6 separate regions of the Mus musculus genome follow, and all the other regions are linked to region 2. The links are chromatin contacts, called in public Hi-C and promoter capture Hi-C maps. All regions are on one chromosome and are shown on one strand. Each heading gives the region's core, a stretch centred on a gene start, on an enhancer-like site or on the middle of the called end of the contact. The rest is flanking DNA. Distances are from core to core; before and after follow the strand shown.

Region 1 (3,163 bases), core at 330-2,829, 4.4 Mb after region 2:
GAAGTTCCCAGGTGCTGATATAGTAGGATCTCAGGTGTGTTTTTTTCCATGAGTGTGAGGACTTAAGAGTATACAGGTAAAGTATGTAGCAAAATTACAACGACACAAGCAACATGCAGAAGCAGGCAGGAAAATGAAATTTCATAGTACAATAGAGGAAGCAGGCATGTGATAGGGTATCTATTCTCTAGAATGTATATTTAATTTTTTGTTTCATCCCCTTTCCTTGTTCTAGTAACAATATCAGTAAGACTAGAGTTCCTGGCGCTGTCCATGTCATTGTATTGCTAAGGTCCAGAGATGGTTAAGGGAAGGATTTCACATATGCCATTACAACCATTTGCACATTTACTTTTGGAAAGGGAGTTTTAGTTGCTGGCTGTGTTTTCCAGTTGAGCAAGAGTAAGAGGAAATCAAGACCTTCTCTATTGAGACATGCATGGTACAGTTTGGTAAGAACACCGCCCGCAAGGGCACCAGCAAGATCTCCTAGCTACCAATTTATTTGCTTCAGTCACTGGCTCCTATATTGTCACATAGATGAATAATTACTGTCTACACGGTGATCAAGCCCACATTAGCATTATTTTTGTTTCTTAAGTAATGGGTTTTATTAATGTATTTAGTTATTAATGTACTTAGTGATATTAGAGGACAAGTTACAGGTATTATTAACTGATGATTCCAGAAGTCTAGGCTTACTTATGTGATTTCTAAAGGTCTTTGTATCTGGGGGATTTTTGAGTAGCTAATTACTGTACTGCCTGTAAAAAAAAAAAAAAAAAAATCGTCCCACGTAGAACTCCATCTTTACATTCAACTGCTAGTCTAGTCTTACAGATATCTGATGTTATAATTTCCCTTAGTCTTCTCAATGATATCCAATTCTGAGAACTTTAAAAGTACCCAGTTTCCTTATTATGTCTGTTACTAAAGCTTCCTTCCCTTTGGTGCTCACAGCAGGCAATTTTCTTTTTTTTTTTTTCCTTTCCACTTCTAAAATGAAGTTCAGCTCTGCTCGGTGGTGCTGTGAAACTTGCTCTGGGAGAGTCCCGGTGTCACCTAGGCACCGACCCGTGCTTCCCGATCCTCTGTGCGGGCCGTCCGCCCACCCCGTCCAGGGCGCGTGCAGTGCTCGGAATTCGAGCGCACGGCGCGCCCACGTAGCGCAAGTTGCCGGGTGGTTTTGAGGTGAGGCTCCGGAGGGCATTTCCACCGAGCCCGGCCCCGCCCGTCAACCGCTCGCCGCGTGCCCAGCCGCCACCCCGCGGCCCGCGCGCCCGCGCTCACCTGCTCGCCCTCGTCCTGCGGCCGCCGGCGCCGCGGGCTCGCCCCGTGCTCCGGCTCCTCAACCCGCCCGGCCGGCGCCGCCCCGTCCTCGTCGCACTCCCCGCCGGCGCTGCCGGCGCCGCCCCGCAGCAGCTTCCTGGCCGAGCACATCCCACCGCCGACTCCGGCCGCCCGCACGGCTGCCGCTGGCCACACCGGGACTCCCGACGCACACGGGAATCCTTAGAAGCGCGCCCGCCGGCCTGGGGGCCAGAAGTGCAGGAGCCGCCCGCCCCTCCTGTCAGCCGCTCGCCCCACCCCCAGCTCGGGGGCGGAACCCCGGGGGCGGGGGCGGGAGGAGGGGCGGGGCCATAGCGGACCGCGGCCCAATGAAGGCGGGACCTGGTGGGTTGGGCAGGGTACTGGGAGGGGCGGGGCCAGGGAGGGGCGGAACCAAGGGAGGTGTAGCATTATTCCAGTTAGTGCATGAAACTATGAATGAGGCCATAGGCTCCTGAGGGAGGTTGTATGTGTCTGACACCTATTAAAGTATATGACATCTGTGAAATTGTGTATCTGTAACTATCTGTACACAACAGACAGATATCCTGTGGTGTGTGTGTGTGTGTGTGTGTGTGTGTGTGTGTATGTGTAAAAGACAGAGAGAGAGGAAGAGAGAGAGTGTCAGAGGTGAGGAACACTGTAACAGACTACATGAGGGAGATTATGTATGAAATCGGCCATAGGTGCATGAGGGAGATTGTATCTGACAGGTTTTTAATGCATGTGAGAGCCCATGTGTGATTGTGTGTGAGTAACTATACACACACACACATACACACACTTAGATGTTGTGTTTAGTGTGTGTGTGTGTGTGTGTGTGTGAGAGAGAGAGAGAGAGAGAGAGAGAAGGAGGAGGAGGAGGAGGAAGTTATGTGTTGTGAGAAAGTGTGTGTAAGAAACATTGTAACAGACTGTAACCAAGTGCTTACAGGAGATTATATGAAAAAGACCATTAGATGCATGAGACCCTGTCTGATAGAGTATTATAAAAGCCTGTGTCTAATTGTGTGCCTGTACACAACAGATTGTGGAAGACTGTATACCAGAGTCTTTTGTGACAGGACAGTGTGGGAGATCATAGGTGTTGAAAGTTTGTGTGAGGATGTAGGTATACAGAAGAGGGCAACTGAGAATAAGAAGCTCATATGAGAGGGAGCTGTGTGCATGAAGGTGTGGGCACATGTAAGAGGTTCTGGGAGTGTGAAAGACCACCCAAACACACAGTATCCCTCCATACCAGCTGCAGCGGGCGCTCAGCTGTGCCTGGGTGTGCTGTTGGCTGCTTGTGCCTAGGAAGGAATGCAGGCTCTCTGTCGCTTGTTCCTCCCCTTTTGCCTCCTCTCCCTAAGCATCTCTGAGTGACCATGCCTATTTCTCTCTGCTTCCTAGTGTGTGTGGCTTGTGGGAGCCCTGGGCTCATTTCCTGGTCTCTCTGCCGTAGTGTGCATTTCTAGAAATGGTTTAAAAATTCTCAGCGACTGGTAAGAGAGAGAAATCGAGTTTCTTTTTCTTTTTTCTTGCTAGCCCATCATATAAGGGTAAACTGGGGGGCATGAAAGTAAAACAACGAATGGTTTTGCTTTCCTTTAATCCGTGCATTGAGGAAAAGGTTATGGTGTAGCTGGTATATCAGACTGTCGATGGAAATTATTTCCTATTTAACAAATAGGCCCAGAGACGAGTAACTCGTTTGGGAAAGCCTCTTTTAAAATGCCTTCAGGGGCTGGAGAGATGGCTCAGCGGTTAACAGTACTGACTGTTCTTTCAGAGATCCTGAGTCCTATCCCCAGCAATCAGATGGTGGCTCACCACCATGTGCAATGGAATCCAA
Region 2 (3,643 bases), core at 908-3,407:
AATCCCATTGACTAACGCCAGCCTTCTTTTGGTCTGAGCAGGTCGTGCCTACTCAAGAACTCTACAACAAGCTGCTGTGCCTCTGTTACCCAAGAGGTTTTGTAAAGAGAGGTACAAGGGACTATTTACTGGGAGAATGCTCTGTGCTGGGAACCTCCAAGAAGACAACCGTGTGGACAGCTGCCAGGGAGACAGTGGAGGACCACTCATGTGTGAAAAGCCTGATGAGTCCTGGGTTGTGTATGGGGTGACTTCCTGGGGGTATGGATGTGGAGTCAAAGACACTCCTGGAGTTTATACCAGAGTCCCCGCCTTTGTACCTTGGATAAAAAGTGTCACCAGTCTGTAACTTATGGAAAGCTCAAGAAAATAGTAAAACAGTAACCATTCAGTCTTCATACTTGGCACCATGCCAGAAATGACAAGCCTGCGATTCCTTTGAATTTGAGAGAACCCAGTAGTTCAGGGGTACAGGTCTTATCCTTGCCTATTACAATTTTTATGTAAGGTGAAATTCTAGCAAATCTTAGTTTTAATTTTTAAATCTACAAAATTTGGGCTAGGAACCTTGATTAGGTGCCCACATTTAACCTTTTTGATCTTACCTACACTAAGACCAGCACATCATTTTCTTAAGTTCAAATCTTCACTATCAAAATCATTTCTCTAGAACAGTAGGCAGATGTCAAACTTGAATTCTGCCTTTTGAACCATGAAAAAGTACGCCATCTACTGGTACCTTCAAGTAAGTTCAGATCTCCTGAGACTAACCTGACAAATGTTTTAAAGAGGCTCTCCTTATGTACCAGAAAGCCTAACACATGAAATGGCAAGCAGTTAAGAGGCCATACAAATTACTGACCACTTGTGGAACCATGACCTTACAGCAGCCCTTTTTAAATAGGAATGAAGGCCCAGAGACATCTGGTGGGAATTTGGATCCCAATAATCTCTGTGCAGAGGAATCACCCCCTGGTTCCTAAGCTTCCCTAAATAAGGCCTATCATACTCTTGAGTGTGAGTCTCAGTACCTCAAATCCCAGACACAAAAGCCTCTAAGGTCACAAGTATCCCCTCAGCACCTGTCACAACACACCCCCTAGCTGGTGTTACATACTTGGCTTCTGGAGATTTGAAGTTGAATGGCACACACTAGAAGGCTTGGAGAGCAGCAAGCAAAAGATACTTTTCATTAAGGGCAACCGTCTGTGGCTTATTAATCACTCATGTTCCAAGCCAACATTTATCTTGCACCTTTGTAACAATCAAACCTATCTTCTTTGGAAGCCTAGTTAACCCAGTTATTTCCTGCGCAAATGTCTCCTGTATCGTTAACTCTTAATTCACACAACCTCCAGAAACAGGACACAGTCTTATTACACACCAAACATCTTTTATTTAATATAAAATATTCAATTTTCAAAAATTAAAAGCGAAGATTCCCTGTAAGTTGACCAGAGACGATCTCAACCACTACAGTACCTGCAAGAAAAAAAAAAAGGCCCATTACAGAATATCCGTGACTATACTACGGGCTGTTTACTTATGTTAATGTCAGCACAAGAGCAAACTTCACCCTAACAGTAAAGGCCCACTCACTACCCAGAACCGCGAAAACACCACAAAAATGAATCTTACCTTAACACTTCCTCCACTGTTCAACAGCAACGGGTCCCGGCGTTTCCTAGAAATATTTCAATACTAGTTTAGAAAACTGAAGTCCATTTTTCTAGCGTCGTGTAGACTCTTACAATCTTAGAATGTCACTTGCTCAAGTCAGAATCTGGTACCAATGAAATGGTGACAGCTTTGCCAATAACAAGAACATGCTCTTCCATGGCTAGGAAGGGAGACTGCCACAGGCGGCAGGTCCCAAAGATACATGGAGTTTCACAGCCCAAAAATCTAGTGTAACCCCAGAGGTGTCACTCACCATCCGACCCAGCGGTGGCGAACTTGCGTCACGCCGCCCAACACCGTATCGGCTTTACATGGTGGTCGTCGCGCTAACCTTCACGGCGCTCTTGCAGAGTTGATGGCTTTCGGCCAGCACCATAGCCACCTTGTGTCTCCCGCATCTCGGCCACTCACAAATAAGGCCCAAGATATCATCCCCACCATACAACTACATACTCGTAGGCGGATCGCAGCCAAAGAGACTTCTGAACGGTGCGCGCACGCTTTTATAGCCCGGGTGACGCTCTCCCAAGAGCCTGCGCGCGAGGGGCGGGGCTTTCCCGCCCATTCCGAGCTCTCCCGCGCCTCGTCACTTTGATTGGTGTACAGGCGGCCCGGATTCGATGCGTGCGTCACAGGAATGGGCGGGCTGTGGAGGTGGGCGGGGAAAAGCCGAGCTGAAACCACAGTTCTCGCGGTGTCAGAAGTCTCGTGGCTGAAGCTCTGGCGGTGCGCGCGTTTTCTCTTCTTGGCTGCGTTCTTCTCTGGGACCCAAAGTCTAAGGTCCCTTCGTTGCCGCCTCCCCCGGCATCACTTCCTATGGCGCCGGCCCTTTGTCCCCGAGAGCTGTTGGCGGCTCCTCTGCCCCCATCGGGGTTGATGGTTCCGCTTGCGCCCTTCCGCTTGCCCTTTTGATCTGATCTCACTTTTGCCCGACACAGCGCGCCGGAAGGTTTCTCGAACCGGGAGAACGGGAAGCCTGGGCAGTGCGAGCAGACCCGCCCGGCCCTCGGCTTTTCCGGGAGGAAGGCATATCTCACTCCCGCGTGCAGCCCGCTATGAGACAGAATAGAGGGCCTTTAGTGATGGAGTATGGAGATGACAGTTGTCGTCATGGAGAATGTTAGTTAGAAAGCTGTGATCATTACAGGCTGGGAAGGGTGCGGTTAGGGCAACACCGTGCAGGAGTCAGTAGGAACGAATTCATTGGAGACAATACTCGCATTTGAAGGACCTAGAGGGGTTCGTGAACCTCAGCTCGCTCACCCACTATCTCATTTTACTTAAAATAATCACTACTGAATTGAAAGAACTAGTTCATCATAAGGCTCAAGTAACCGCGGCGCGTTGCCCAAACATTTCATTTACATTCTGGATGGTCTTCTGAGGGTGTCCTTAAGAATGGTCTGTATTAGTCCTGAGCTGAGAAGTCCGAGATTAAGGGCCTTCCTTCTCTGGCCAGTAGATGGTAGCCTGCATCTTTCCGTGGGTTTTTCTTTTGTGCCTGTCTGCACCTGTCAGGTTTTTTATTTTACAAAATGTAGTTTTGTTTTTATGTTACTCTGCTGTTACACAGGGCATAACATTTTCATAAGGCTTTTTTGGGGACTACAGTCAATGATTAGCAAACAACTCTCTAAAGAACAATCACTGAACCAAATGGATACCCTCTCACATGTACACAAATTTGCATGGAAAAGTACTAACATTACTTTAAATTGCAATGCACTACATTTTCCATATCTTCGCAGTAATACAAAACACAGTCGCTTGTAGAACCGGTTCAGATTACTTAAATACCAAGTGTGCTGTCAGTCCTCTACTCACGTGTCTGGAAGTTACTCGTGTTTACATGAAATGAAGCTATTGATACTTTTCTACAGCAGTAACTGCACACCAGGAAGGAGGAGACAACACAAACCAAGGGATGGAGTTTCCCCAAAGCTGCAGTGTGAAAAGACTATAT
Region 3 (3,115 bases), core at 290-2,789, 3.7 Mb before region 2:
GTTGAGTGAGTTCTTTGGTAACCTAAACAAAATCTGGAAATTGGAAAACTGTCTGGGGATAATTCACATGTCTAAAGCTACATTTCCTGTGGTAAATAATATCCCATTAAGGTAATTTGTGGCAATGATGTTTAAAGCCTTTTTATTATCTCTTCTAAAACACCAGATAACTAACTCTAGACTGATAACCTATTGAATAAACTCGGATTTTACTTTCTTAGACTCGTCAAATCCAGACCCTCAATTTTAATAAAGGTTCATGTTCACTGGGTCTCTTTTCGTGCCCCTTCCTCTCTGTGGGCTGTGAACTGTGGCCCCCTTCTCTGAACAATGAGTTGAACTGGGTCGTTCGGGATGTGGAGTTAACAAGGGCGCGACATTGGTGAGCCTCCTCTTTTCTTCTCACAGCTCTCTCATCTCACTCAGCATCCTCCGGTCTTCACGCCCAGCCTCTCCAAAGATGCAACACGACTCTGATCCATGTTCCATATTTGCTTGGGGGGCTGGTGTGGGGGGGGGGGTGTTTGTTTTTATTTTTGTATTTTTTTTTCCTCCAGAAACTAATCAAAGTAGGGGGCGGGGGAAGGCCAACCCTGTGTGGATTATCTGTTGTCTGCCTTGCGTGGCTTGTGGCCTTTGCCCATGTGACTGATGCTGCCTCTCCAACACTTCATGGGGGTTTGGTTTTGTTTATGGCTTAATTTCTGGGCCCTGTGGGCCGAGCCCCGAATTCTTGTTGTTGTCGTTGTGGTGGTGGTAAAGGCATTCCGATGGCCTCCCGCCCCCGCTCCCAGACTCGGATGAAAACAAAGGAGTGTGACATGTGCCCTCCTCCCTCCCGCCGCCACGCGCCCTCCCCTTCCCCGCAGCTCCCACTCGGCGCTCCGGCCGCGGCGTTTCGGGCGAGGCCGGGGATGGCGGGCCTCGCTCAGGCTTCGCGCTCCGCACAGGCCTCCGCGGCTTGGCCCGCTCGCGCCCGCGCCGCCGCCGCCGCCGCCGCCGCCACCCCAGGGTTCGGGTCTCCCCGCGGCGTCGACATGGCTCCCGAGGGGGCAGGGCCGCCCCGGGCTTCCCGCCCCATCCCCCGCAGTCGGGCCGCCCCGCGTCCCCACAGCAGCCCCGAGGCCTCCCCGGCCTCCCAGCCGCGGCTGCGGTTCGAGCCGGTAGCCGGAGCGGCCGAGGGAAGCCCGGGGAGGGGTGTGTGTGATGGGGCGGGGGTTGGGTAACGGCGGCGCGGCCTGGGAGGGGCCGCCCGAGCCCCGCTTCCCGGGACCCGACCCGACCCGGATCCCGGCCGCCGCCTCGCCGGCCTCCTCTCCCTCGCCCATCTCCTCACGGGCTCCCGGTACCTACCCGTCCATTGCCGAACCGGACAAAGCTTCGCTCCCAAGAACCGAGCCACGCAGCCAGCGAGCCACACAAGCGGCGAGAAAATGGCGGCCAGGGCCCGACGGAAATTGCCGAAGGTGCCGGAGCGCACGGGGCAGCGCGCGGCGGCGGAAAGAGCCGAGCGCGCGGGCGCCCGGCGGCGGCGGGAGACGAGCGGCGGGGCACAGGGACCGGGGGAGTGGGCGCCTCCGCCGTTGGCTGCCTCCGCCCGCTTGCCCGCCCGCCCGCCCGCGCGCGCACTGCCTCCCGCCCTCGGAGACGAGCCCGCTGCAGTGGCTGGCTGACCTGGGTTCTTTCTCTTCCGTGGGCGGTGTGAGTGGGACAGCCTGCAGCCTGCACCGTGTGTGCCTCAGGCTAGCCCGGACTGCAACCCTGCTGCTCTCAGGCTGCTTCCACTCTTCCTTCCAACCTCAAGCTGCATTATTACCACAAAGGACCAATCCCAGGCCCGGCCCGGGCACCCTTCGCCCTCTCAGCTCTAGAGAAAAAGACTTTATAGCTGCATCCTAGACCTCGTTTACAAATTCTTCATCCTCAAAGAGCTTACCCCCCTGGTCAAGATCCATTGCTTAGGAAAATATAACAACATCTCCTAATTAAGGACTGCTCACCAGCTTAGTGTTTGCTTACAAACCTGGAATCAATCAGGCCAAGAGGAAGAAAAGGTGATTCTCATGTGGGTTGGTAATTTTTGTGCATCTGTTAGGAAAAACATATATTCCAAGATCCCTACATGGGAATGGCCACACGCTGAGCGAGCGAGGTGGCAGAAAGCGTTCCTGTATTCCAACATTTGGGGATATGGAAAGAGGAGGCCAATTGAGTTAGCATTAGTTACAGGGGATGAAAATGTTAAAACGGCCTAGACAAAAATCACTTTTCCATAGAACTAAAGGTCTTAATATCATAGAACATGTTTTCCGTTCTTCTTTAATGTATTTGTATCATAGCCCCAGCAACATTTGGTTTCGGAAAATGTTCCCGGCATGCCACTAATGCCAGCACCACCCTTTGCTCTTCCCTACCTCCTCCAGCACTTACCAACTGTGTCTGTCCAGGTGTCCTCCATACCTCCTCCAGATCTGCCGCGTCCCCTTCAAGAAGCCTCTTGCCCTTACCACCTGGAATTTCACCTCACTAAATGGGAGATTGTATATTATTTTTAAAAGATAAGTCAGAACCTGGCCCCAGCTACTCCAGAGGATGAAGAAACTTAGTGAGACCTTGTTTCAAAGGCAATCAACAACAACCACACACATATGTGCACTGTTGTTGCTCTAAGAACGTTTCCAAGCCACCACCTGGTCAAATAGTCTTGATTTGCCTTAGGGATTGTCGATTCTTTTTAAAAATCTAATTTCCGGCAACACCTCCCTTCTATCTATACTTTTGACTTATGATACGTAAAGGCCCCATTATCATTTCCATTAATAATAGTTTTTCATGGGTTGTGGTTTTGTTCACATAGTTTCAACTCAACAATTAAATCTGTATGCTCCCAGAGGGAGGGAGGGAGGGAGGGGATCCAGGATGCATTCTCCATCTTCTTCGCACTGGCACAATCAACACTGATAATTGGTTCTCGTTTTATCTCAGGGAAGACAATCTGGGTCAAGAAGAGCAGAACTTCTGTCAAGTGTCAGATGTTCACTAAACTACAACCTTTTGTTGGTCTTCTAATAAAGTATAAGGGCAAACCACAGCACAGTCAATATGCTGGCTTATT
Region 4 (3,132 bases), core at 396-2,895, 4.3 Mb after region 2:
AGCGATACTGTAGCTATCTGAACTGAGATAAGCCAAGGCCAGTAACTGCAGCGCCAGCCAAGTATCCCTCAGGCCTGGAAGCAGAGGAACTCTCTCTCAGGTGCACACTCCTGCCTGATTCTTGCTGATCACATGCTCATCTTCGGTTTTAAGATCCATTATTTTTTAACTAGTTGTCAGGGTCAAGCAATTGTGACCGAGATTAGATTCTAATGTGGACCTGCATGCTTACTTAGAGTCTCTTTGGGATCAATCATGCCTGACAGTTCTGGAAAATAAAGAGCATGCCCTCTAGCATCCTGAATTTTAACCTGTATCTTCTGTCAGTGTTGTTAATAGCCCCTACTTAAATATTAATAGTATAAAGTGAAGGTTTCTATGTTATTTCTCTACTTGTGTTAATGCACTTTGACCATGTCCATCACTTTATTACTCCCTTATTCGTCACATTTTTTTCACATGTTCTTCAACTCAGCTTTGAAGATTAAAGAGTTCAGATGGAGCACAATCATGACGCTAGGATTCACAGGAGGCAGAAGGGTCTTGACTTGGAAGCTAGCCTGAGCTACATGACAAAACCTTGTCTAAAAAGAAAACCGTTAACAAGAAAGAGATCTGAGAGCAGAAACTCCGATTTTTATGTTACTTTATTGCCTGGGTTTATTTGGCACAATCACTTGGCAATGTCTTATCTTGTACCTGCTTTGATACAGCTCAATCGAAAGAAGATTCCGTGGCTGTCTCTTCTTCCAAGAAGGAATAATAAACGTTGATCATTAACCAACGAAATTACATCCCTTACTGGAATCTGCCTCACTTAAATGTACTTAAGTCCTTTCCCAGCCGAGGCTTCCCAGCAGAATTGGGGGGGGGGGGGAGGCCCTCCAGTAGACTGACAACAGTGCAGAAGCCACATCATTTTATTGTCCCAGAAAAAGACCTACCTCCCCTGACATTAAGGACAGAGTCCAGACAAATAAACAGTTTCCATGGAAAGACTGTGGGAATTGCTATTCAGGTTCCCAAGCAGAGGGGACGACGGAACGGACAACTAGAACATCCTTGGCAACTTCTACAGTCACTCTGGTTCTCTTCGCTCTGCTCTCCATCGCTCTTCTCCCTAAATAGAAGCCCTCTCCTACCTCTCTCCACAGCTGCCTTCTGTATTTCCATCCCAACCTCCTTGAACTTCGGAAATTAGTGTCCGGGTATCCAGTCGGTCCTCTGAAAGACCCTCACGAGGCTGTTGCCCCTGTCACCACTCAGCACTAGGTGTTGGGCGAAGAAAGGTTGGTTAGCCGGAAGTGACAGGTGAGGAGGCTTCTGGACGGCTTGTGCGCAGGGTGGCAGCATCCCGAGGAAGGTTCCAATCCTGTCTGGCTGGACTCTCATCCGCTCCCCACGCCTCGGGTTGAGCAGAGAGTAGCCACTGCCTCCCAAGGCCCGAGATCAGGCGCACATTCTTAGGGTCCCCAACGAGTCCTCCAACTGCCTGCTGGTCCACCACCCCACAGCAGCTCTTAATCTGGAACCGACCCAGTTCCTTTCTTCTCAAAGCCCAGCTCCCGGGTCACATGCCATCTAGAGCTGCCTCTTGTTGGAGAAGGTGCGGTCGCCCCGGGTGCCCGGCGACTCAAACCCGGTCAGTCAGGAGACCTCAGAGAGGCGACAGGGGGCAGGGCTTCCTGTGGAAAAGGGCTGGACGGCGGCGGCAGCCTCTTGCCTGGCTCTGCGGGGCTTTCCTCCCGGCAAGGGCTTTGCCGAGGTCACTCGCGCGAGGCCGCTCTTGGCGCGCCCGTGGGAGGCTCGGTGGCGTGGGAGGACCAGCGACCTGCGGATTCCTCGAGCTCCCACGGCGCTGGCAGCGACGGTCCCCCACCCCCACCCCTATCCCCAGGCTTCCACCAGAAGGCTCCGCAAGACTCACGGACCTCCAAGTCCCCAGGTACCTATTGGTCACCTGTTTAGCTTGAGAGTGGGGGACTGTCGCTTGCCTGCTTCTCTCTCTCTCTCTCTCTCTCTCTCTCTCTCTCTCTCTCCCTCCCTCCCTCCCTCCCTCCCTCTCCCTCTCCCTCGCTCTCGCTCTCTCTCTCCTTGGCTTGGTTTACAGGCAGTCTTGCACTATATACTAAGGAAAGGTTGAAAAAATATATAGCCAGCGCGATCTTAAGCTTATGAAATACGTGATCTTTATAAAATAAGGGAGGAACCGAACAATACTGGGGGAGGGGAGCGGTGTGTGTGTATGTCTTTCCTCTCCTATTCTTGCAAACTTTTCATCCAATCGGAAACTAGAAGGATGCCGCTTGTGCATTCTGGCTCACTAGCCGACATCCCGGTCCCCCGCCGTCACATGCTGTTATTGAACTTGGGAAATATCCCAGTCCGGAGTGCACAAGCCTCTTCCAGACCCACCTCCCGGCCGTAGCCGGGTCACAGGAAAGCCCAGCGTCGTTGTGATCCGGGATTTTCCAATTTTCCCAGAGGATTCGCATCCGGTTGCTGGGAGAGGCTCCGTGGGGGGTCCGCGGCCAGGGAGGGGAGTGGGGCCGGGGTGGGGATAAGAAGTGGAGGGTGGGCAGAGCGAGAATCGCCAACGCTGGAAAGCGCTGAGCTTGCCTGACGCTCTCCTCTCCGTACTTGGTTGCCCCCACTCTCTCTGAAAGATTGGGAACCAGAAAGGCTGCTGAGTCGGCAGTGCAGGTCTGCTTTGGTGTAAAATTCGCGGACAAATGTCTTCTAAGACACCCGGTGGGGCCATGGCAACTGAGGGAGTTGGGCAAGAGAGTAAAATTATCTTTTGTTTCTTCCAAGTTTCTCTTCCCCTTCTGCCAGCTCGGTGTCGGGTGTTTGTCAAGAAGAGAAGCTTTTTTGCAAAAATAAAAACTCCCTTCTTGTAATCACAATCGCTAGCATATCGACTCAGAGGAACCTCCATTTACAGCAAATTCTAAAAACGTGAGAAACCTTGATGGCATGCGTGACCCCTACCCAGGGGAGCCGTGCAAACTTCCCTTTAAACCGTTTGGACACCTGGCTCATTTTAGTAAAAACATCTCTGCGTAGCTTCTCATCTGTGGTATTTGCAACCAATCAGCCTTGTGCAAAAACAAAGCCCGGTAGTCCTTCACT
Region 5 (3,374 bases), core at 364-2,863, 3.1 Mb after region 2:
ACAAAGCGGGACGTGTGCTGATCCCACGTGCTTGGCAACGTCAAAAATCAGCACTAGGAATCTAGTGCGTGGGCAGAATATCAAATGATGTAAGTAAAATTGAAGGGAAAATTATAGTAAAACAGGCCAGTAAATGACATTTTCATGGGCAAAACAATGCAGACATTGAATGATGACTAAATTCAAAAAGTATTTTCTTGTGTTGAGTGGGAGAGGGCTATTAGAAGTATGAGTAATATTTGCAAAATCTATAACAAAAAAAAGCATTTAAAAATTATATGGCCGTCTGAGTACTTCAGTTCAAAGGCCACTCAGCATTCTTTAGAACAGGGAATAAAAGAACCTGCAAAGTAGTAACTTATAGCCGCCCTAAAAGCATGTACAGGCTCCCTAACTGAAAGTTATCTATCATCTTCCCACTGTGAAATTTTAAGTGCACGATGTGATTCTAAGCACGAGCACATAAGCAATAGAAATGCAGGATTTTATGGTTTCCTGCTGTAGAACAAAAAGCAACAGTCTGAAGAAAATTTTTTAAAAGTTCATGATGCGTCTCTATTTTCCGTAGGCCTCTAAATCTGCAATTGCCTCGTTTATTAAAGACTCAGAAGTGAAAAGAAGGCTCAGAAATGATCTTAGCCACCACTTACACCTTAACCCATCTTACATGCTAATTTTTTTTCTCCATGCTAATTTTTAAGCAACAGTGTCAGATATGCTTAACTGTACACACGTTCTTGAACTCTTAAATGGTTTTCCAGATAGCCACTGAGGGAGTACACTCCTGTGCCCCTACTTGGCCTGCTCTTTGAGAATGCAGGTAAAGAACTCCCACCCTCCCTCTCCCTTCTCCCTCGGCAACGCGAAACAGGCTAGGCACGCTCACGTGACGCTAATGACGTCAGCCCCCTCTGGGTCGCGTGACCCACAGCCAACCTTCCTACCGCCCCACCCCCTCGCCACTGGCGTGGGACATCTCGCGAGAAGCCTTCTTACTATCAGAACTTGCTGAGGTTACAGGGGAGTTACTCTGGAGAGGAAGGAAGGTGTGGCAGAGTGGTGCACTTTTGGGTTTCATTATGTTAGAGTTTATGATCAAGCAAATGCTTATGGGGATCGCCCTAGTCGGGAAAAGGGGAGAGAAGGGCGAAGACGTGACAGTAAAAACTGAAGCGAAACGTGGTGCCCTGACCATCTTTGCCCCTAGCTAAGGGACAGCCGGGCGCAGCAGAGGTGGCCAAGGCTGGCAGCCCCAGGCAGTAGCTGCGAGCCGGGGGACGTTGGACCCGGGTCTGGGAGCAGTAAACGCGAACCGCGCCCAGATGCAAGGGTTGCTTCCCTCTCTCGGCTTCCCCGGCCTCGCGGCCATCCCGCCCGGGTAGAGGCATCCGGGTTGTGGGAGCTTCGAGTGGTCTCTCATCTTTCCGCCCTTCGTGGGTCACTGCGACATCTCAGTCCCGTCCCCTTAAGCGCGCTCCCTGCTGCTCCGCGCATCTCCCTTCGGTCTCCCTAGACGGCTGCGGGAGAGCAGCCCGAAGGGACGCGGCTGGAGTCGCTAGAGGGAGGTGTGGGGCCGCCGAGGAGGGGGCTTCGCTGGGCGGGGAGAGGAGGGAGGAGGCGCCGGGGAGGAGCCGCGGCTGCCAGCTTCGCCCGAGCCGAGCGAGCGCACTCTGTCGCCCCGCGGGTTCCCAGCCTTGCGGCCCCGTGGAGAGGAGGGAGCGCGGGCCACCAGCGCCTCCTCTGCCCGCTGGAACGACCGGCTGGGTGTTCACTCGGCCGCTGCCGCCCGCCACTCCGGGCGCTGCGTTGAGCTCTCCGTGCGGCCTCGGTGACCGCGGCAACCCCTCCTGACACCTCTCCCCCGCCCCTTCGGGAGCCCTCGGCCCGGCCACCGCGGCGGGAGGAGGAGAGGACAAGGGATCGCGGAGCGGGCTGGTCTGGCCACCTCGCCCCGCGCGCCCCGCCCCTGCGCGCACTCCCTCGCCGGCGAGCTACTTTCGGACACGGAAAGTGAGGGCGGCCCCGGGTGACAGCGCGGCGGCGCCAGTCCCGGGAAGCCAGGTCTGTTCGCGTGTCGCCCGTCGCACTGTCCAGACCCCGCCATGGCTTCGACCACCACCTGCACCCGGTTCACCGACGAGTATCAGCTCTTTGAGGAGCTCGGAAAGTAAGCGTCCCTGCCTGGCATCTCCTCCTCCCCACGACCCCTCGTCTCCCTCGTGGGGATAGAGAGCCTGCGGGCCGAGGCGGGGAGACGGACCCTGGCTTGGTGCGGGTGGGGCACACAGGGAAGGAAACCTTTGCCCTACTGTGGCGGGTGCTCCGAATTCCCAGCCCATCTTCTCGGGTCCTCCACCTCTCCACGGGGGACTTAGTGAATTTATGATCTCTGCAGTTGTAGCTGTCATCCTGAGAAGTGTGCGCGCACGCGAGTGCGAATGTGTGTGTATGTGTGTTCGGAGAGGAAAGGAGATGCATGTAAAATGCAACATTTATCACATTTTTGGTAAATAGATGTCTCTTGCTCAGCCCGCGCTGTATCTGCGATCTGACCCAGGTTCGGATGAGCTAACGAGAGAACACTCGCTCTCTGAGATGGTGCCATATTTATCGATGCCGAAAGTTCAACTTGGCTTGGTGGAGAGTCTGGTTCGGCATCCAAGTAGTTGTTCCGTTCAGGAAAAGGGCCACCCAACAGAACCCACGTCCCTGCCATGTATCCGCTATCCTTCTTTGCACTAAGATGAGTCGCTCACCATCATTCTAGGATTTAGGTGTACATCGTCTCTGAGAGGATTTATTTATCCAGGCAGAGGAAAGCCCTAGAGCCCGAGAGAGCGTTTCCCCAGGGTAGCCTAGCTTGTGTAAAACGACCTCCTCCACTGAAGTGGCAGGACTTCCTTGAGATGTTAAGGAGGGACAGGGTACCTACTGAAGATCTGCACAGGGGCAACTAGAGACTCAGTCAGGAGGGAGTGTTGGTTTACCGAGCATCAAACCCCAAACCTATCGCTAATTTCCACTATCAGGGAAGGGATGCATTTGTGTGTGTGTGTGTGTGTGTGCTGTAGGTTTCCTTACAGTTGCATAAAAGGAAGTGTGAGCACTTTTAAATCAAATGAAAATGATATCTTTATAGATGATCTGCTGTTGAAACATGGAGTATGTCGGAAGAGCAGCTTAATTTAAATCTCTCCCCTCCCCCCAAGCCCAAACCAGGCAGAGAGAAATCACCTTACCCCAGAACCTGTTAAAGCACACCAGTGAGCTCGAGATTTATGTTTTAATGAAAACAATCGCCATATTTACTTAGTTGGAACCACGTTAATTATGTTTCCTACCGAAATAAACAGTTTTTTTTTTTTTTTCTTCTG
Region 6 (3,548 bases), core at 677-3,176, 4.3 Mb after region 2:
TAAGACTGATACCAAACGGTAAGTTTATGGGAAGATTCAAGTAAGGGAACTGTTGAAGCCTATGCTTATAGATGCCAAGAAACAGGACTGACACAGATCACATGGTCTTCGGCATCAGCATCCACAACCCCTAGGACTCACTCAAGGAGTCAGCCAAAGACAAAGTACAGACTCTCGATCAAGCACTACAACATATCTACAAGGATCACATGCCTCACGTGATCTCACCCTGCTAGCCTCTCCTATGCTGCCAAGCCTGGGCTGAGCCAGGAGAACCCGCAATTTTAATGAATAGTGTGTAATGAAGATATCATTTGTAAAATCACTGTTAAAAAAAAAAATACCCAAGGTTCTTACAGAACCCGGGTAATGTACTCCAAAGTCAAATACAAAAACATTGTCTACCGCAGAATTCAAAGCACTCCCTCCCAGAGTTTGACTGTTAAGCCTTCCAAGGAATGATAATAAAGTCAAAGATGTTGTAATGTCCAGTTCTTCCATGAGCCCCTTTCCATAGCTTCACAAACGAGTTCACTCACGAAGTACTTGGAATAACATGATTTTGGATCACAATGCACAACAGCTGTCAAAGTAAAGTACAGAAATCAGGAAAATCAAAATACCAAACTAAGTAGAAATGTTTTAAGTCCATCCCCTCCCATTCTAGGGACGCATAGAGTAACACCTTCACTACTTTGACACACTGCTTAATTAGTGAATCATTTTATAATGCACTCATGACCCAAAGATTCGAATTACAAATCACTTGGTTCCAGTTTGTGTGGGCTGAAAGCTTCCCAATACAAAGCTATTGGCTGAAAATTGGGCACCATGCTTAAGAAAGTTCAAAACAGATATGTTCTTTAGTTAGATTGGCTGGCTTAGATTTTTTGATTCTAGGTTTTAATTCCCGAAAAATGCTTAGGAATAATAAAATCAACATCAATGCTATGTGCCCCCGGGTTTTTTGTTTTGTTTTGTTTTTTCACTATTCTAGGAAATAAAGGTACAACAGTAATCACACAATTTTGCTATTGGATAGAAAAATCTGAAGCATATCCCACTTTCCTCACAAGAGACGTGCTGCTCGGTGACATTTTGGTTAGATTATCGAGCATAAGGGTAGCAATCACAGCATGGTATTCCTCTCCAAAATTCTAAGTTATTGCTATGAAAGGATTCGCATACAGCCGCACCAGTCGCTTCAATGGCCAGTGTGCACTGCGATCCTGCAGCTCTTTACCTAAGAGTTCACCAGAGCCTGGAGCAGAAGTGACTTCTATTTAAAATGCACCTGGGGCATCAACCTTGGGGCCAGATTTTCACCTGTTCTGTCAAGGCCCAAAAGGAAGACCAAACACAGAGACAGAAGCTTTGGCGTTAAGTCAAAGCAGGGTGTGTCCAGGAGGCAGTGCCGGGTGCTTACAGGAGATCGTACCTCCCGAGGTAAGTCCTCAGGGACAGGGAGCCTGCACGGGGGCGGCGGGCACCACCACCACCGCCGATCCCCGGCCGCGCATCCCGGGCATCCCGGGCCTGCGCTGCCGCTTACCCTCCGCCCGCTCGCTGCAGCCGACCCGCTTCCCGGCGGAGCAGCCCGAAGCATTGCGTCCAGCAGCAGTTCCCCATCGCATGCCGCCCGGAGCCGCCGCTCCTCCTCCTGCCCCGAGCGCGAGCCCAGGCGGAGCAGCTGCATCCGCGCCGGCCGGAGCTCGGCAGACGGCGACGCCGGGAACAAAGGCCGCCGCTAGGCCCGCGGGCTCCGGGCTACCGCGGCGCGAGGGACGAGCGCAGGGCCGTGGGGTCCCGGGTCTCCAGCCGTCCGCATGGCCCGCTCGCCACCCGCCCGGCCGCCCGCGCCCGTCACCGCCCCGGCAGCCGCGGGAGGCCCGCGCCGCCACGCCCCCTGCCGCTCCCGGGCTCCCATTGGACACGTTTCTGGCGGCTACCGCTTCCGGCGGCTGGCGCGGGCGTCATTTCCGCTGGATTCCGGCTTGGCTGGCAGCGCCGGGCAGGAGGCGCTGTTCTCGGTTGTAGGTGCTGTGTGCTGAACCTGATCCTAGACGGGGATCTGCTCTCTCTCTCTCTCTCTCTCTCTACGCCACTTCTGGCGCCTTCGTCGCCCGCTGTCAAGCAGTGGGGATCATGCAGCGCATGCTCGAGCGCAAGCTTAGCCTTCGAACTTTGTACCTAGAGCGCACGAGCCTCCCCTTCTGCAGCAGCGGGTCGGAAGTCACCCAACGAGTGCGCTCCAGGATGGCACCAGAGCTAGAGGCAGAGAGGAGGGACTCACTGCCGTTACTTAGAACACACTAAGAGGCTTTTTGTTTTATTTTGTTTTGTTTTGTTTTAATTCTTAAAATATTCTCGTTTGCGGAGCAGCTTATTCTCGTTATACTGCCAGCGGACTGGAGAGACACTGTGCACTCCTAGGCGGATTTTCTTTTATTAAAAACGAAAAGTTCCAGCTTGGGCATGTAGCTCGGTTGGTAGAAGTGTGGTGGAAAAATCTGCAGTCAACAGCACTTGAGAGATGGAAGCAGAGTCATAAATTCAAAGTCAACCTCAGATACACATTAAGTTGGAGGTCAGTCCGGACTGTGTGAGACCCTGTATTTTTATTTTTTATTTTTTAAATTAAAAGTAATTTCAGGTGGAGAAGAGGAGAACCAGAAGAAGTCAGCAAAAGGTCTTGGGTTTTCGGGAGAACAAGCCATTTCTAATTCAAATATAATATTCTAATTCCAAGTTAAGAAGAGCAAGGCTGGGGTAAAGGTCCATGTTCTCAAATGCCACCCTAAAAACCCCCTTTCAGACACCAGGTAGCTTTAAAAGCAGAAGGCAGAAGTATGCCTGGGAGTTGGAGGCCGGCCTGATCTACAGAGCCAGATCCTGGCCAGCCATGTCTATGTAATGAAACCCTGTCTAACCCAACTGGATCCAAGGCATAGTTGTTTCACAAATGCCCAGTTCTGTGGATAACATGCTCCACTGATACCATATATTACAATTTTAACCCACTTTAGTGTGAGTGAAATGGTGACATTGAAAAAAAAAAAAGAAAAGAAAACAGTACTACTAGGAAAACATTCTTTCAACTACTCATTTTGTTGGTTCTTAGCATCAAGGCCAGCCATGATTTCAGTCTTAGCACTTAGTGAACTTGACTCTTTGGTATTCAAGTGGACAAGCCCCACTGCTCATTGGATGCCAGTGAAATGGCTTAATGGTTTCCTAAATTGTCACTGCATTTTCCTCCTCTCTTCCAGTACCTGAAATCAATAATAATAATGTAGCCTTGGAAATGGAACTATAAGTGCGTAAGGAAGCTGGTGCACACAGCCTGTAGATACTACCCAGTGTTGATGAACATGCCTTGAGTGAATGAGTCTGCAGAAACTGATGCTAAACTAAAGTCTGTAAAGCTTACATATTGCACAACTACACTTACAGGAACGTTTTAAAAAGGCAAAGTGATACAAATGACAAGCACAGCAAAGGGCTCCCAGGGGATAAGAAGTGGATCCATGGTAGAAAGTCTGTATTTG

Evidence for each region. Promoter capture Hi-C pulls out the DNA fragments that hold promoters and counts their contacts. Hi-C and Micro-C count contacts between places; a contact is called where the count stands out from the background.
Region 1: a contact with region 2 is called in a promoter capture Hi-C map of pre-B cells. The contact joins the promoter of Fam241a here to the promoter of Snhg8 in region 2. A contact is called at or near these places in 1 of 39 promoter capture datasets (pre-B cells) and 1 of 484 Hi-C or Micro-C datasets (CD4 T cells).
Region 3: a contact with region 2 is called in a promoter capture Hi-C map of pre-B cells, with 11 times the contacts expected there. The contact joins the promoter of Ptbp2 here to the promoter of Snhg8 in region 2. A contact is called at or near these places in 1 of 39 promoter capture datasets (pre-B cells) and 2 of 484 Hi-C or Micro-C datasets (CD4 T cells and LSK cells).
Region 4: a promoter capture Hi-C map of pre-B cells shows a contact between it and region 2, with 7 times the contacts expected there. The contact joins the promoter of Tifa here to the promoter of Snhg8 in region 2. A contact is called at or near these places in 2 of 39 promoter capture datasets (liver and pre-B cells).
Region 5: a contact with region 2 is called in a Hi-C map of CD8 T cells, with 6 times the contacts expected there. The contact joins the promoter of Camk2d here to the promoter of Snhg8 in region 2. A contact is called at or near these places in 2 of 39 promoter capture datasets (liver and pre-B cells), 8 of 484 Hi-C or Micro-C datasets (B cells, CD4 T cells, CD8 T cells and 1 more) and 1 of 9 other capture datasets (adipose tissue).
Region 6: a promoter capture Hi-C map of liver shows a contact between it and region 2, with 6 times the contacts expected there. The contact joins the promoter of Ap1ar here to the promoter of Snhg8 in region 2. A contact is called at or near these places in 2 of 39 promoter capture datasets (liver and pre-B cells).

The regions. Positions count from the first base shown.
Region 1 is chr3:127,894,744-127,897,906 of GRCm38.p6, forward strand. Fam241a (family with sequence similarity 241, member A) reads right to left here and starts at 1,580. Exons shown (of 2, transcript NM_027482.3): 1 at 1,291-1,580. The coding sequence starts at 1,440.
Region 2 is chr3:123,506,179-123,509,821 of GRCm38.p6, forward strand. It overlaps Snhg8 (small nucleolar RNA host gene 8), which reads right to left and starts at 2,158. Exons shown (of 1, transcript NR_028574.1): 1 at 1,374-2,158. Snora24 (small nucleolar RNA, H/ACA box 24) reads right to left here and starts at 1,888; the gene lies at 1,759-1,888. Prss12 (protease, serine 12 neurotrypsin (motopsin)) reads left to right here. Exons shown (of 11, transcript NM_008939.2): 11 at 42-424. The coding sequence ends at 349. It also overlaps the pseudogene Gm9369.
Region 3 is chr3:119,781,849-119,784,963 of GRCm38.p6, forward strand. It overlaps Ptbp2 (polypyrimidine tract binding protein 2), which reads right to left and starts at 1,540. Exons shown (of 14, transcript NM_001310711.1): 1 at 1,354-1,540. The coding sequence starts at 1,361.
Region 4 is chr3:127,788,227-127,791,358 of GRCm38.p6, forward strand. Tifa (TRAF-interacting protein with forkhead-associated domain) reads left to right here and starts at 1,646. Exons shown (of 3, transcript NM_145133.4): 1 at 1,646-1,945.
Region 5 is chr3:126,595,338-126,598,711 of GRCm38.p6, forward strand. Camk2d (calcium/calmodulin-dependent protein kinase II, delta) reads left to right here and starts at 1,614. Exons shown (of 21, transcript NM_001346635.1): 1 at 1,614-2,167. The coding sequence starts at 2,103.
Region 6 is chr3:127,835,597-127,839,144 of GRCm38.p6, forward strand. Ap1ar (adaptor-related protein complex 1 associated regulatory protein) reads right to left here and starts at 1,927. Exons shown (of 10, transcript NM_145964.3): 1 at 1,553-1,927. The coding sequence starts at 1,629. Gm43653 (a long non-coding RNA gene) reads left to right here and starts at 1,901. Exons shown (of 2, transcript XR_003954551.1): 1 at 1,901-2,587; 2 at 3,270-3,548.